Linked DNA regions of Gossypium hirsutum: region 2 is linked to region 1. The links are chromatin contacts, called in public Hi-C maps. All regions are on one chromosome and are shown on one strand. Each heading gives the region's core, a stretch centred on a gene start, on an enhancer-like site or on the middle of the called end of the contact. The rest is flanking DNA. Distances are from core to core; before and after follow the strand shown.

The links. Hi-C and Micro-C count contacts between places; a contact is called where the count stands out from the background.
Region 2: a contact with region 1 is called in a Hi-C map of leaf, with 2.1 times the contacts expected there. The contact joins the promoter of LOC107957431 here to the promoter of LOC107913098 in region 1. A contact is called at or near these places in 3 of 34 Hi-C or Micro-C datasets (leaf and seedling).

Annotation. Positions count from the first base shown.
Region 1 is chrD11:22,731,945-22,735,169 of Gossypium_hirsutum_v2.1, reverse strand. LOC107913098 (G-box-binding factor 1) reads left to right here and starts at 1,761. Exons shown (of 12, transcript XM_016841548.2): 1 at 1,761-2,017. LOC107913099 (serine/threonine/tyrosine-protein kinase HT1) reads left to right here. Exons shown (of 6, transcript XM_016841551.2): 3 at 1-152; 4 at 536-657; 5 at 750-905; 6 at 979-1,460. The coding sequence ends at 1,287.
Region 2 is chrD11:23,071,102-23,074,326 of Gossypium_hirsutum_v2.1, reverse strand. LOC107957431 (calcium uniporter protein 2, mitochondrial) reads right to left here and starts at 1,450. Exons shown (of 2, transcript XM_016892949.2): 1 at 745-1,450. The coding sequence starts at 1,326.

The DNA.
Region 1 (3,225 bases), core at 512-3,011:
ACTCATGAAAGGTGATACACTTCAGAGGTATCTGTGGAACATGCGCCCCAAGCGTCTTGAACTGGATTTTGCTTTACGTCTTGCATTGGGTATTTCCCGAGCTATGGAATACCTGCATGCCAATGGCATTATTCATCGTGATCTGAAGCCAAGTAATTCATTCTATTCTCATCTCAATATTCTAGTTGCTGCTATTTGGTAAATAGTTAATGATATGCTTATTCTTTCACTTGCTTGCACTGACCAAGACTTAAGATATAGCAAAATTTCATTGTTTTCCTGAACAGATATGATAAACTGACTGTGCTAGTAATGTCAGGTGACCAAACAAAGTATAGATTGTGCTGGAACGGAAAGTTTTCGCTGATATGCATTAACATGCCTAAGGACTTTAGAAGCTGATACTAAGAATTTAGACATTGCAGTACTTTTTTATTGTGATTGACCTCATCAATAGACGAACACCTCAAAATTGAGTGAAAATATTATGCCAGAAGACAGTCTGTTTCTTATATATCCTTTAATCTCATGACAGGCAATTTACTTCTCGCCGAGGATAGAACGTGCATCAAGCTGGCTGACTTTGGACTAGCTAGAGAGGAAGTATTGGGTGGAATGACTTGTGAGGCCGGTACTTACCGGTGGATGGCTCCTGAGGTGCTTTTCTTATAATGGTTCTAAATTAATCTAGTAGTGGCTTATCTTCCTAGTTCTGGTAATGTCTAACTTGTTTCTTTTATCCAAATTAGATATACAGCAGAGATCCACTCCCAATCGGAGCAAAGAAACACTATGACCACAAAGTCGATGTGTACAGTTTCTCAATTGTTCTTTGGGAGATACTGACGAATAAAGCTCCATTCAAGGGAAGGGATAATGTAACAGCGGCATATGCAGCGGCAAAGGCAAGCTGAACTTTCATTTGTCATGTCAATACTTTTTAACAATTTCTAACTATATCTCTTTTGCAATCTTCAGAACGAAAGGCCTTCTGTGGAAGGTCTTCCAACAGAGATTGTGTCTCTCCTGCAGTCCTGTTGGGCAGAGGACCCGAAGATTCGACCAGAATTTAAGGAAATCACTGCCTCTCTTACCAACTTCCTCCGCAACTGTAGCCCACCAGAGACTACACCTCCTAAGCAAATGGAAATTGATCGTTCCGGAAGCCATGCAGAGGAAGAGTCGGTCAATCCCGGGCATGTTACAAACAAGTGTAACGACAAGGGGAAGAAATCGAAGTCTTATACCTCATTCTTCATCTGCTTCGATGATTGCTTATCGAATTGATCAGGCAGGATGATGGCTGATCATGTTTTGGGTACAAAATGTACATGAATGGCTTATGCCTTCTTTCAGTAAACATAAACTTCACAGAACTGTCAATTGGACATCAATGCTTTTTATATATACCTCAGAAACAGTCAAAGATATAATTAAATATACATAAAGCTTTTATCAAAGTTTTGTCTTTTGTTTCAAGAGATGTACTAATTTCGTGAATGGGAAGCGTGGTTGGGCTTACTCCGGCTGAGAGAGGGACCAATTTCCATCTGCTAAATGGTGAAACCAGCAGGAACCATGTCCCATCAAGTACGGCTAAATTCCTGAAAGCCAATAAGAATGAAGTCAAAGGCGGTGCATTATAAATGGATAATGTTTCAGTGACGTGGAAGCCACACAAGCCCATACGGATAATAACCTTAAGGGCAAAAAGAAAAAAGCTCAAACCTAAACGATGTAGTTTCGCTATAAAACTTGACACCCCCCTTTCTCTTCTCTTTCTTTTTCTTTCCTTCCAAACTAAACAAAGAACATTGTACTTCAATTTCTCGTACGATTCTTTTATTCTTTATTTGCAGCCGTCGGATAAGGAAATATAAGAAGCAAATAAAAAAAGAAAAGATTGTTTATATAAATAAATGTCTTTCTCTTGGTAATTTCCCCTTTTTATTTATTTATTTAAAGTGTTTCCACTTGGACTTCCTCCTTACTTCCCTTTTCAACGCCATGAAAGCAGGTCTGGTCTTTCTTTCTTCTTCTTTCTTCTTCTTCTTCTTCTTCAAATTTGTTCTTTTTAATATTGTGTTTTTTATATGTAATTTTAAAAGCGTTTAGAAGCTAAATTTCTTTCCTTCTATTTCTGTTCTTTTATGCCATTAATAAATTTGTTTCAGGATTTCTTTCTTTTTCTCTTATCTCATTTTTTTTTGAACTTTGATTTATCAGTTGGATTAGTATTACTTACACGTTCTTCTCTCAACTTTTATCTTTATATTGTTTCTTTTAAGTTTTGGCTGTGTTATGCCTATGGGAAATCGTGTGGTTTTAGCTTGAATATTAAAATTAGCTTTTACTATTTTGGAAAAAAAAAAAAACCCAGTTCTTTAGCATATTCATCAGTAAGGAACTAAGAATCCATTCACTGATAATGTATGTTCTTTTCTTCTTTCTTTCTTTTTTTTTCTAACATGTGGAGAAGGTGTATGGATTCCAGCTGTAATACGACAATTGCTGGTCAACGTTAGGTTTTTACTACAATCTGCATGAAGAATTAAGAGGGCTAATTGTTGATTAGCTTAGCTGTGGTCTATTTAAAACAGATACCGCCAATTTCTACTGATTTTTCTTTTTCTTTTTCCTACTAATTTTTTGTTTAATATAGGAATTGTTGAAAAAGTCGGATTATTCTTTTTGTAGGGAACAAATTGGAGTTAATTAACAAATTCTTAGAATTAAAGGATTACTTTATATTTCAAGGTTGTCCCTTTATGGAAACGATTGATACTCTACCTCTATTTTGCATATGGCTAAATTAGCTACAAACAAGATGCTTTCCTCTGAGTGCTTCACTTGTTAGGACAAGAATGTGTGATTTGTCTTTAAGTTAGTTTATATGGAAGAGTAAATTAACAACCTAATTTGTATCATTTTGTATTTATTCGCTGCTAGTGATGTGACCAAGATAACAGAAGATCTTTAAAAAGTAACAAGTTTATTTCTAGATTTTAGCTTTCTTTAAATGGTTTTTAAGTTATTCTGAAACTGTTTGTAAGTTGTTTTCAATATTTTAGGGTAAGTTTTGTCTTTTGTTGGATCATGTGAGTGTTGTTTACAATGTTGCGGAGCATTGAGGCCGGTTCGATTATTTTTCTCATTGTAGTCCATTCATGATAATATGCTGTCTGAAATCTATTTAGATTTATGCTCGATGGGCTCATAAATGAT
Region 2 (3,225 bases), core at 201-2,700, 340 kb before region 1:
AAAATTGACTCATTCTTACCAATAATTATGACTATGAAGGATGATGAAAGCAAGTAAACAATAAAAAGTGACTAATGCTTATGTCAGGTCAAGTTGAAGCCCATCCTTATCATATGAGGCCATTCCAGCCCCTATTCCTCCACCAACCATTTTCCTTGTTCGGCAACGCCACCTTTCGGCTCAATAGTTTCGTACATCTCCTCAAATCTAAACATCCAAACACATCTTCCCCAATTCGTTGCCAATTAAAACATAACTCCCATCATCACCCCTCACCCTCCACAGACTCAAAAGTTGGAGAATATGCATGCAAAACAAAATGTAGAAACATCCAAGGGCTTTATTTATAAAAGCCTAGGAGATGAACTGTGAAAAAAAGTTGTGATATTTGTGGTCACACTGTAGAAACATCCAAGGGATTTATTTATAAAAAATTTGGGTCCTCCAGTTCAATTCTCAGAAACCATCTCAAATGTGAGACGTTTCTAGAGACCTGTCGTAAAAAAAAAATTCCTGTTGAAATTAGCAGAAAAAGAAACCCAGAAATTCAGTTTTCGGTAGCTTCTAATGCTAATAAGTGAATTCCTGAATTCGGGACCTACTTTTCATCACCATCACGTTAAGCATGTAATTTTAATGTATACATATATGCTATCGTCTGTAAGCCAAAACATAAATAAGATCTTATCTGCTTTCAATATAAATTTTCAAGAGATAATAAATAGAGAAAAAAAATTTATCTACCTGTTCCGATCGTAAAACGACGATGTTTCCTAAAACGATGACGGTTCCTGATTCATCTAGCAATTTCGCGAACTGCAATCCTTGTTCATGACCCGAACAACTTTCTCCGCAAATCCGAAGAAAGTCGGAATAAGAAATCCAGATTTTCCCTGTCTCTCTCAGCTTCGTTTTCACCACCTCCAACTGCGCCACCTTTAACAACTTCTTCGCTTCCTGAACCGACAGTGCAGGCAGCTCCGAAACCGCCGATTTCGCCTCCAAGTGCGAGCTCAACCCGTCTAACCGGATGCGATCCCTGGACACATCGATTTCCCTTAATCTCTCCATTAAATTCTCCCCCATCGGTAACTTCCTCATCGGCGGTGAAGCCATAGATCCTTTATGAAGAAACCGCCTGAACATGCCATTGCCGTTACTCTTAGCATCTCCTGGATCCACCGTCATACCGGTTGCTGCTTTCCCCGTTTTTCTTGCGATCCGCTTCTGAACCGTCGGTGAGGAAATCCGGCAGTTAGTAACAGCTTGCGAAGAAATTTTCGAAATATTAAAAAGTTTCTCTGCCAAGGTTTTCCTAAACGCCATTGCTAGAAATTAAAGAAGCTAACTAATTATCAAAAAGTTGTTTTTTTTTTCTTTTTTCTGGGGTGGGGGGGGATAGAGTTTAGAAGATTTGAAAGCTTTGCTCGCTTGGTGTTGGCACAATCAATGAAGGTTTTGGCCCGTTTTATAGGGTCCAACAATGGAGGGAAGATAAACAGAAAAATAGAAATTTACAAAAAAAAAATGAAAATAACGCGAGAATTTGAGAGATTTGAAAACATACTTCGCACTTTAGATTACTCCCTGCCTTACATTTTCGAAACATGCTTATAGAATCATCTCGTTAGGGGCGATTCTTTTCAATTTATCGGAACGAGAAATTGGAGAACCGATTTCACGAGAGGAAATATCGAAGAGCATGAGCTAATCACACTACACGTGGAGGGTTGAGCTTGAACTACAAATGACCTTTTGAACCGTCAGATCATATGAAAATTTATCATTCGCGCCTTTCCTGATGTTGACTTTCATTTTGTAATTCATAAATACTGATTTGTTGAACACGTGTAGCATTATTAGCGGAAGAAATCTAGAAGGTGAGAGTAAATAGAAGGGTTTGGATTACATGGGAAAATTTCTGTGTGTTTGACGGCAGCGAAGACAGAAGTGGAAAGCAAATCAAGTTTCCTTTTTGGTGTTGGGTGGATGACTATAAACGTTCACACAAACGTGTCGCCACATATATTTTGGTATTTATGTAATAAACAAAATCTTTAAAGTTGTTTGCGTTCACGATAAATCCTCAACATTTTATTTTTATTTTTCTTTGGGTGACAAAATTTTCGTCAAGGAGTTGATTTAACGATTGCCACCTGGTGACCGTAAGATAAAAAAAAAAACACAGTATCACAGTCAAACCATTTCACGAGTTAATTAATAAGATTTCATGGTTAAAACTAATTTGAAATAATCGTTTTTATTTCACTTTTTAATCCCTTAATTATTGAACATTTTAACATAATTATAGCTCACGACTAATTCTAACTCAAATCCTCCCAAGCATTTGTAATCCGACCATATTCTTTTGGTTTGATTGTGGATTCCATATTAACTTAGTCCTTTTAATAACGATTAATGCTAACGATAATAATTTAGATGTACAAAATAATATTATTTGAAACTAAAATAGTAATGAACGTGAAAAGGTAAAATGCAGGTAACTATTGAGACTATGACCAAATTATTTTCATTATCCATCAAATGATGAATATATGTTATTTATTTAAGGATATAGGAAGGTGATGTGGTGCTTAGATTTTCCTTTTTGTTGTTGTTCAAATGTTGGGGTTTAGATTAGATAATAGATTATTGGCATAACCAAATTTGATTCTAGATTGGCCAAGTTTTTGAATTCAACACTTATTTTAAAAGATAACATAAAATAAAAAAGAATTTAATCCCATGATTAATGTTTTCATCTAAAAAATACATATTTTCTGCATAATTTAAGATAATATATTAAAACTTTATTTTATATTAATATTAACCTATCAACTTAACCAGATAACTCCTAAATAAGTAGTTGGATCACAATGTTTCAACAATATTTTAAGCAAATCCAACCCATTATAAAAATTATTTTAGGGCACATTCATGAATTAATAAAGTTTTGGTTGAAATTACAGTTTTGGGGATTTTGATATTTTATTTCTAAGATTGTTATTCTGCACGCTGTGAAATTTTTTAACTTTTTATGGGTATAATATTAAAAAATAACACTTGATTGACACATAAAAATCAAATTATATAATAAATACACATTTAAGATTATTTAAATAATTTAATTGTTAAACAAAAAAATAAAATTATCTAGGCACTTGCCAGCCCTTAAAATGGGACAATATATTTATATATTTATAAAATTATAAATTAATACAATTA